Linked DNA regions of Mus musculus: regions 1 and 2 are each linked to region 3. A link is a contact called in public promoter capture Hi-C data. All regions are on one chromosome and are shown on one strand. The core of a region is the stretch at or near the end of the contact, and the rest is flanking DNA. Distances in the headings are between cores, read along the strand shown.

Evidence for each region. Promoter capture Hi-C pulls out the DNA fragments that hold promoters and counts their contacts.
Region 1: a promoter capture Hi-C map of hippocampal neurons shows a contact between it and region 3, with 2.1 times the contacts expected there. The contact joins the enhancer-like site here to the promoter of Wbp11 in region 3. A contact is called at or near these places in 10 of 39 promoter capture datasets (the 3T3-L1 cell line, 3T3-L1-derived adipocytes, the C10 cell line and 7 more), 4 of 484 Hi-C or Micro-C datasets (CD8 T cells and embryonic stem cells), 8 of 115 datasets of contacts at active chromatin or transcription factors (the 230-238 cell line, bone marrow-derived macrophages, embryonic stem cells and 3 more) and 3 of 9 other capture datasets (adipose tissue, liver and pancreatic islet).
Region 2: a contact with region 3 is called in a promoter capture Hi-C map of neural stem cells. The contact joins the promoter of Ptpro here to the promoter of Wbp11 in region 3. A contact is called at or near these places in 2 of 39 promoter capture datasets (hippocampal neurons and neural stem cells).

The regions. Positions count from the first base shown.
Region 1 is chr6:136,556,713-136,560,218 of GRCm38.p6, reverse strand. Atf7ip (activating transcription factor 7 interacting protein) reads right to left here. Exons shown (of 15, transcript NM_019426.2): 2 at 1-455. The coding sequence starts at 448. Among named protein-coding and RNA genes, the nearest start is that of Atf7ip, 40 kb to the right of the region's middle. Within about 2 kb of position 1,393, at least 20 of the 459 cell types and tissues checked have an H3K27ac peak or open chromatin away from gene starts, as enhancers often do. A contact at or near this core is called in embryonic stem cells, epiblast stem cells and hippocampal neurons, where this site is marked.
Region 2 is chr6:137,251,002-137,254,336 of GRCm38.p6, reverse strand. Ptpro (protein tyrosine phosphatase, receptor type, O) reads right to left here and starts at 2,038. Exons shown (of 27, transcript NM_011216.3): 1 at 1,577-2,038. The coding sequence starts at 1,651.
Region 3 is chr6:136,826,905-136,830,057 of GRCm38.p6, reverse strand. Wbp11 (WW domain binding protein 11) reads left to right here and starts at 1,842. Exons shown (of 12, transcript NM_021714.4): 1 at 1,842-2,038. BC049715 (cDNA sequence BC049715) reads right to left here and starts at 1,215. Exons shown (of 3, transcript NM_178776.3): 1 at 989-1,215. It overlaps Smco3 (single-pass membrane protein with coiled-coil domains 3), which reads left to right. Exons shown (of 2, transcript NM_001039558.2): 2 at 1-127.

The DNA of each region.
Region 1 (3,506 bases), core at 144-2,643, 270 kb after region 3:
CGGAGGCTGGGTTATCAGAGACTGGGGTACCACAGCCTGGGTTATCAGAGGCTGGACTACCAGAACCTGGTTCAGTGGTTACTCTAGAAGAAAGATCACAAGTTATACTGGGGGACAAAGCTTCACTATTCAAATCTTCTTGTTTGTTTTTTACAGCAACATTGGGCATACAAGGGGTCTCTTTCCATTCCGTTGTACTTTCTTCTGACTGAAAACAAATCCCATCAATACCATTCACTTCTTCTCGATCTTGAATACAATCTGTGTTTTCCAAGGGTGAAGTGGGATCCAAGTCTCCATTCTCATGGCTCCCGTTCAGCAGCTTCCCGTCGGCTCTCAGCAGCTCCCCCTTGACTCTGTGCACAGCATCGAGCTGCTGGCGATCGCTCGCTCTCATTGTTTTCCGAGCCTTGAAGACTTTTTTCTGAGGTTCTTCTACACTATCCATTCTGAATCTTTAAATAAAAAGAAAAGGATTTTAATAAACTGAGATAAGAGTCATTTAACTACAGGCTTAATGAAAATTAAAAAGGGTAAAATTTAGATCATATAAATTTAAAACACTGACAAAACCTTAATAATTACTCGGTCGGAGTTCTCATATTTACTACTCACATACTACAGAAGTGACAAACAACACACACCAGAACATCAATGGAAGCAAATGAAGAGTTAAAAAGGAGCCGCTTCAGGGGCGTGAAAAGTCCAGGAAAACAATAGGTGCTAGAGACCAAACCGAGTCACTGTCTAAAGAGCAGCACTTAACCAATCACTGGACCGGCTCTCCAGCTCCCTTTGCAGGTTTGGAGAAGGCAAGAAATAAATGCTTTAGAGTACAGGATTGAAATAATGAAAATGTTCTAACATTCACTGTGGTGATAGCTACAAACTATTGAATATGTTCTTCCTTTTGGTCAATCTTGCTCGAGTCCCATCACGTCTGTTTGTCAAAGAATGTACTCTTCTCACTGCTCAAGCTCCTGCTGTGCATCTGCCAGCAGTTGCTGCTTTCTCCCCTAATATCAAGGCTTTGACTTTTTGAATGAGGTTAATTTGCATCTGGTAAGTTACTTTTTCAGATAATGTGATAAAATACTCTTGACCAAAAACAGCTTGGGGAGAGCAATTTGTTTTGAAACACAGTTCAATACGGCCCATTATGTTGGGGAGGTTGAATGAGCAGGGGTTGAAGTGGCTGGTCACATGCCTCTCTCTCTCTCTCTCTCTCTCTCTCTCTCTCTCTCTCACACACACACACACACACACACACAAACACACACACACACACAGACACAGACACAGTCAGAGCCATGACAAACTCCCGCACACTCTTACTTTTTCCCACATCCAGCCCAGGGAACAGGGCCATTCACAGTGGGTGGGTCTTTTACATAATTAACCTAATCAAGATAAACCCATCCATAGGCAAATCCCAGAGGCCCACCCACCTCTCAAGAAGTCTAGATCTTGTCACCTGACAACTGAGACTAAGCACTGCACTTCGTCCTTCCCCTGTGGTTCAAGCTTAGTCCTCGGTTCTCCGTTAAATTTCACCTTTCCTAATATATACACACAAATGAATCTAATGTTTGCCAAGGTGCTTATGTTTATTGTATGTGCATGTAACCAAATAGCTATGTCGAGTCCATGCATGCGAAGAGGTGAGGAAACGGTGGTGAATCCTATAGAACTAGTATTACAGACAGTTCTGAGCCACCATGTGGGTGGGAACCAAACCCCGGCTTCTCTGTGAGAGCAGCCAATATTCTTTCTTAACTGCCAAGCTACATTTCCAGCTCACAGCTTGTCTTCTGCTAAAGCATTTTCAAATTTCCATAGTTTTCTCTTCTTCTATCTATAAATGACTAAGCAGAATATTTCTTCAAGAGATAATACTAATCACTAGGTAAAGATCATTATCAAAAATTCACATCCAAAACCCAACCAATGATCATTATCAAAAATTCCTATCCAAAAGCCAAGCAAGGCTGATCATTAACAAGTCTTGAAGCATCCTGGTCTATACAGGGCCACAAAAGAGCCTGATTGACAATTTTTCCTTAAAATGAGTGAGAATATGGTACTGTAGTCTTACTGCTTAAATTGTAGATGAGAAGAGGATAAATAGGATGGGCCTTAGTACAAACTGATTAATGTCTCTGAGACTTCAGCATGCACAGAGTAAAACCATGTGAAACAAGAGCTATACCATCACAGGCCAAACAACTCGAAGCAGCTCGGAGATGTGTCTGGACAAATCCTTCCTCAGAGCCATCCAAGGAACTATGCCTTGACTACAGCATCACTTTCAACTTCTAGTCTGTAAAATTAAAACAATATGCCCGTGCCTGTGCTCGTGTGTATGTGTGTGTGTGCGTGTGCGTGTGATTTACCACATAAACACAATAGCAAGAGTAAGCGAGGACCCACCTGAACAGACAGAATATCCATTAGATCATATTCAGTACTACCTTATAATTAAAACTAAGACTCTAAAAAAGCAAGAGTGCTAAAGGTTTTCAAGAGGAAGATGCTACATTTAATTGTGAAATGATATTAAAATAACAAGAGAAACAAAGGCAGCCCATATCACCAATTTTATGTTATCAAAAGGCTAGTACAAAAGAGCAAGTAAGAAGACAGAGCTAAGACTACCTGCTCACTGCAGAGCAGTTCTGCCTGGCATGCGTAAGGAAGGTCCTGGGTATGGGCCCAGAACCACCAAAGCAAGAGATTAACTATAGGCAGACAAAAGCATATGTAAATGTGCATGTGTATGCACATAGATGCTCTCTCCCCCACCCCTTTCTCTCTTTTATTGATACACTTAGTTCCTGGTATCACCCAATCAAGAGTGAGGCTTTACTTTTAAATTCCACAAAACAATCTACTCTACACTGTATCGTTTAGCACCCTTACTAATATAACTTACCTGCAATAAATAAGCACCCTAAGTTGTTAATAGTGAATGTTGTTCAATAAATACAAAGCTTGACCTATTTGTCAGAGACCAGTACAGCTCTAAAGACACGGTACATTGTCAACGAATGTCCCGATTATGTTACACTTTGCACTCACCTTCTGAATTTAAGTCAATAATTTAAACAGTTCTTAGTGTCTTCTTTTTATTTAAAGTACAGTTCTTAGAAAAATGATCTTTCAACTCTATTTACAGAAACCTTGAAACAAACCCCCACTGGTCCTGTTTAAGCCTAGGATTTACACTCGGCGAGCATCTTTTCTCCTCCACCTGCAAGTCCTGTTACCTGGACATTTTTCTGCATAAACTGTGGGCAGGAGATAAAACCCAGGGGCTTCCAATGCATGCTGTGAACTATAGCCAGGCAGCACAAGCTTAGCACTCATGAGTCTGACTATAATAAACATATTAAATGTAGTGTGACTGCCATTTAAATATGTTCAAATACTGAAGTACTATTCCTTTAAACTTTGAAATATCCATTTTCAGATATTCTATGCCTAAACAAGAGTTATAATTATTTACA
Region 2 (3,335 bases), core at 789-3,288, 420 kb before region 3:
TTTTCTTAGTTTATTATCATGTTTGGAGTTCAAACTTCTGACACATTTTTCTCTGCATTTTAACGTTAACATTATAATTTTTTTCTCTTAAGCTAAGTAGTCTCATTTCTAGAGTTACCATCTACTATGAAACAAAAAACCCGAAGTTATTCCAAAGGCTAAATATATGTCAGATCTCACACACACACAAGCACACACATTCACACTTCTCTGCTATTCTCAGTAAAACATGTACCTCCATTTTTTTCGTCCTAAGTACTCAAAGAGTATTACCTAGACATCTCAGTCGTTGCCAAGTTTGTCAAACGGTTAGAAAAATTAATTATAAAAAACTAACTATGCATATTTTATCTGTGGTATGTACTACAGAGAAGCAGGTGAAATGCTCAACTGAATTTAGTATTTATAAGATTTTAAAATAAAATGATGACTGATGACTTAAATATTGAGCACATGTCCAAAACAGCTTATAACTTCGCTCATGTTCCTCCTTTGCTATTTACCCAGAGACTACATTTTTCTGTGATCTGGGGAGACAGGAAGAAAATATAGAATAGTTTTGCACTCGTTCTATCTGGGATTCGTGAATCCTGTTCACTATAACCTTGGGGAGCATTCATAATTAATGGGCATATAAGCAAGAAGTGACTGCTTAATGCGGAAACATTTGCAGTCATTAACGGGCTGACCTCCTCTAGCTAGGTATCCTCATGGTGCTGAAAGGATAGCTCCCGATCACCTGTGGCCATCCTTCAGTTGCTGGGGCAAGAAGGGAGAAAGGACTAGGAAGGAAAGCAGACCTTCGGAACCCGGAGTGAGGGGGTACCAATTCCCAACTTCCCTTCATATGCCAAGAAAACAGCTTAAAAAATAAAAACACTACATGCTTGAAGTGTCAAGATTTTGTTTTTCTTTTTTAAACAGTATTTTCCTTTTCACTTTTTTTTCTCAAAGTACAATTTTGAGCCACACGTTCCAAAGAGGATAGGAAAAGGTGAGTTTTATAAATCATATATTCCACCATTAAAAATCAGTGGCAGCATCCTGTTACGAGAGGATGGAACTGTGTAGAGTTTTACCAGGCATCCCTAGGTGGATGGAGGGTAAGACAGGGAGTGACCTCCTTGGGAGTTGAACCGATTCCTTATTCAATGGAGCCCTCTCCCTCGCCCCGCCTGGCCGGTGCGTCTAGTCCAGAGCTCAGCGCCCTGCGTGTGATTCCCTCCCGCAGAAGGCAAACTGACTGAGACAAAGCAGCTGTACCGAGGCTTCACTGGGGGAGGGCGCGAAGGTGAAGTGGCATAGGGGTGCAGTGGGAACCACTAAAAAAAGTGCCCTCATTTTGCCTGAGAAAGCTCTATCCCGCAAGCTCATCGCTGAGGTAGCAGAGTACAAAGGGAGACAACTGGAAGGCTCAAACTTCCAGATCTTTCCACCCGCAGCTACGCAGCCCACCCGGCACCGCTCTGAGGACAAAGCGTGTGCGACTGGCGCTCTCCGCCTGGTCACCGCACCCTGAGCGAATAGCTCCCCACGGCGGGATGGATCCCCATCTCCGAGGACTGGGGGACCCTACCTTGAGCAGCACAAAGAGCCCGAGCAGAGGTAGCAGGCGGCGGCCCCCGAGCGTTCCCCTAGGCAGGTGCCCCATCGCGGCGCGACCAGGGACCGGGGAGGGAACGGCAGCGCCAGCAGTTCTCCGTGGCGCTTACAATGACCAGTCCCGGCTGGCAGCCTCAGACTTCGGGCGCCCGGGCGGCTCCGGGCGGCCGCATGTCGCCTGGCAGGTCGTCCTGTGCCCCCGGATGGATCGCTCTCCTCTTCTGTGCCCGAGTCCTGCTAGAACGTGCTTGGAGCCGGCGTTGTTTAATGGCTAAGGATGGAGAGGGTGGGGATGGCAGTGGGCGAGGCTCTGCGCCACAGCTACAGCGGTTGCCACGGGAGGCAGGGGTCGGCGTGCGGAAGGAGCTGCCCGAGCTCCGCAGGCAGACAACCCTCCGCGGCCCCCTAGCAACAGTGGTGTTCTCTCTCAGAGCAAGGAACTCCTCAAGTGCAGATCTTGGGTCCTCCCACCAGGGCCTGCCTGCTTCCCATTGCTAGGCAGCCCCCCAGACCAGGCTCCGCCTCAGCCTTTCCAGAGTCTCCTAGGAAGAGTTGTTTGAGGGTTTCCCCTCTCTCTTATCTCAGGCCCTTCTCAACCCCCCCCCCCCGTTCCTTTGCCCTTGTATTTACAAGTGACACTACAAGTGACACTTAATGTTTTCGAAAAGAGGAGTGAATCTCAACTTCTATACCCCCCGACCTCAGTTCAATTCCCCCATAGCATCCTATAATCAGCTAGGGAAACTGAATAATTCTGTGCGTTTCCCCCTCTTATCCTGCTGCCCACACCTAGCTCACAGTATTTTACACGTATTTAGAATAAGTGTGTAATATATTCTCTCTGTGTGTGAACACACTAAGTACTCTGAATTATCCATGAATAACTAACTAATCTAAGAATTTAGAATCACAAGCAACGATTTCCATGAAGTGTGTCTCATGTCTACTTATCTGTCTCTAGAGGTTTTGTGTAGTTTTTGAAAGACAACTCTATATTAAAAATAAAAAGTGGGATTCATTATATTAAGTCATTTCTTTTTATCATGTAAATGTCCTGGGTGGGCCCTGAGGTGCTGGAATTTTGTTTTTATCCTTCAAAGTGTGGTATCAGGTGACAGAAAAGGGCACCCTGGCGGTGCACTTAGGAGTGTGTCACCAGCACTCTGGGACACAGCTGAGGAATGGTGGCCTGCTATAGGATCAGAGTCGTGTGTGCTCATCTTTTTCTACATGAGGACTATAAACTAAAGGTTTGGATTAGGAATTTTTGCATGAATAGATCGAGGCACTAACAGTTCTTCAGAAAACAGAACGAGGCTCTGGGCTTGTGTGTGAGTGTTTCCCTTGCTGGCACCAAAGCTACCTCAGTACACAGCCTTGATGGACTTCTGTTCAGCGCCCTCGTGCCTGTCCTTTGTTGGCCTGACTCTCATGCCCTCCCTCCCTCTCCCCCCCCCAAGGTTTTCCCTGCTTCCCACTTCTGGGCCAAACTCGAGTGCTTTCTAAGAAATGGCTCCTCAGACCTGCACTTTCAGAGCCTTTGGTCTGATATGTTTTTCTTTTATTTTGAAGCTTTTGAAAGTGGTTTTCCATTTCCAGCTACATCAAAGAGGCTCCACAGTGATCTAATTTCCAGACAGAGATGCTCAAGTTGGGGCCTAAGTGGTACTCACAAGATGCCAGAAGTTATTCTTTTAAATAGAGTTTTATTTTAGTATCAGTATGTGAATTAA
Region 3 (3,153 bases), core at 593-3,092:
ATAAAGTATCCAGTATATCTCAGGAAAATTTTACAAGCAGATGAAGAATTTTAACTAGCCACATAACTTTTCCAAATGTATTAATTTCTATGTTATCACTGGTTTTATAAATTAGTTTCAAAATATCACAATTTGTGTCACTTTCTAAATTTATTACCTGGTTTTTATTTTATGAACTAATAGGTCTTGCTATTACTGACACTCAAAGAGTAATCAAAACAAGAATTAATGACATTCCCAGGCATCAAGGCTTCTAACTGTAATTCAATCCATCTAAACAATGAGACAGAGGGATAGGGAGATGGTGGCCAGCCCAGATTATTTATTGAATACTTATTTTTTTTCCCACTAAGTCAAAGGTAGTTTTAGTATGGTACTGATGTTACATTGTTAGGGAACACATTTGTTTTAATATAAATTGTAAATGTTCTATTGGTTATTAATTCATTGTAACATTAGTGCCTATCTACAACATCCTAAAAATTAATATACACCTCAATCAGTTCTTTCAAAGTACTTGATGTCAAAAATTCCCTTAGGACCTTTTCTGTTAAGGATGCTGAAACTAAGTTGAAAAATAACCAAGTGTGAGGGTGTTTTTGGTTTTTTGATTTGTGTTTTTTTGTTTTTGGTTTTTTGTTGTTTTGTTTTGCTTTTTGGTTTTTTTTCGAGACAGACCAAGTTCACACTTTATGAAGATTTCGTTTTAAATGCTTACCTTTAAGGGGAAAGGATGGGGAGGAGTCTTAAGGAATGGGGATGTAGAAGGGAAATATAATAGCTATTTCTGGTTATCAGCTATATCTAGAACAAACCACAATCCAGAATTGGAAGGTTCACCTGTGATCCAGATCTTGAGGCTGGGAAATACAAGTTTCTGACCTTGATCTTGGCATGGAAATCTTGAGGCATAGTGGCTATGTATCCCCAGGAGAGTAAGGTAAGATCTCTGAGTACAAGGCCCAGATCCAGGCGTGGCGGTACACACCTTTAATCTGAACCACACCTTCTTCTGGAGATCTATAAGACATTGGAAGATGGAAGTTTTTCTCTTCCTCCTCTGCTTGCATTTACTTGCCAGCCCATCAGTTGGAATCTACTAGCCTGGTGGGACTGAGCAACTCCTAGATCCTTGGACTTCCCATTCACAGCTGACCATTGTTGGGGAGGTGGACTACAGACCGTAAGTCATCATAACAAAGTCCCTTTCTATATAGAGACTATCCACAAGTTCTGTGACTCTAGAGAACCCTCAAAGGAAGACTTCAGATAAATCTAGAGTGTGCAATGACATCATAAAGGAGTTTGGGTTGATGCAAAGTTCATTTGAAGTGTTATGTAATAACTTCTCCTCTGGAAAATCGACAAATGTACCGTTTCTCTTTTAAAATATACATTTTCGTGTAGATTTATGAGTCTCCCCTAGGAACTATTTGTTCAGTTCATCACATGCTGTAGGTTTAGAGGGCTGATGTTTGCTGAGCACCTTAGACTCGGTGCCCAGTGTTATTACCTAACTTGTTTTCTATGGAAGCATTCCTGAAAAACAGCATCCATTTACACACGACAACTAACACAGATCCAATGGCCGACACAGAAGCGTACGCATACCGCTACCTAGTGTGTCCCCAGAGAGAAGCAGTTGCGGAAATGCGTCAGAATTCTGAGAACAATTGGCCAATCAAATAGCAGCTTCCTTACTTTTTATTTCTATTGGGTTATATTAGTGTCAATCTACAATACTCTGGAATGAGGCGGGTCTCTTGGCCTATAGTTATCCAATCGGATAGTGAATGAGAGCGGAAGTACCTCTGGCTCTGAAGTTGTTGTATTCGCTCTATGGGCCCAGTGCCTGGCAACGCGGTGAGATCGCGGCCAGCGGGAACAGGAAGTGACGTGAGCTGGCGGAGGGGCGCGAGGTTTCAAGATGGCGGTTCCCGGGTGGTTGACCGAGGGGCAGAGGTGAAGGCCCCTTCGCAGAGAGTCCTCCGGGACCGCCCGCTAGCTGCTCTCGCCGTCCCGGGAGCCTCGCAGTCGTGTGAGTGCGTGGGGACTCGGTGCTCCGTTTTCCGCGACCCTCCCCGGGGCCTGCGAAGCCTTCTCTGAAACACCAGGCCCAGAGGCCGCGCTCTTCCTCCGCTGGGCCCGGGGTGGCGGGAGCCTCGGGTTTCAGGGCTCGGGGCCGGCCTGGCACTGCGTCCGACGGGTTCTCGGGCGGGATCTCCCGCCGGGTCAGACCCACCGCCCGAGTGCGGCGACCGGTGGCGGCGGGCTGACGTCTAGCCGCTCGAGTCGCTATCAACCGTCGCTATGGTTTCGGCAGTTGCTGTGAGGCCTCCTGGAGTGGACCCGGACCGGACCGGACCGGTCGGGTTGCGTTTGTGCTGCCTGGGTTCCCATGGTCTTTTGACCTTGTCTCTGCCAACGTTTGCAGGCAGAGGCACTATGGTCTTGTAAAAATTCTCCTTGACTCGTAGCTGATTGGTTTTTAGGTGTGTGTGATGGGATGGCGTCAAAACGAGAGCCCGAGGCTGGTTTAAGAAGGGAAACACTAAAGAAAAGATCAAAAATAGAATTTGTTGTATCCGTGCCTTTTTGTAGTTCCCTATAGTCAGTACCCTTCTCTTCCCTTCTTCCCAAACTCCTGCCCCTTCTGCTTTCTGATAGAGAAACATCTGTAATGACATAATCGACACCGATCAGTTCTGAAATATCTGGGAAGCAGCAGGGAGCCGGCCAGCTGAACGCTTGATGAAAAAAAGCATTAACTAAAACAACTTACAGAGTCCCACCTAAGGAGCCAAGGGAATTAGAGTCTCAAATTTACCTCGGGATCTTCCCTTTCCTAATGTAGAAAGAAAGTAGATTTGTTTAATGCTTAAAGGGGGAGCCACAGGAGATGTAGCCTGTAGGAAAGTGTCGCACACTTTGAACAGGAAATATTTGTTCCTTTTTTTACTATGGGCAAGGCTAATTTTTGGAAGTTTCATTCATTTGGAATGGAAGAGAAAGAAGTGATAATAATGAAAGCCTGGCCTTAAAATATTTCCCTACCGTGACTACCACTTTTAATTCCCTCAAAATACATAAATCAGGAGTCATATGTGCTAGTAAGAATATACTTTAATGTTAAGTTTGAGGAGTTCTAATACT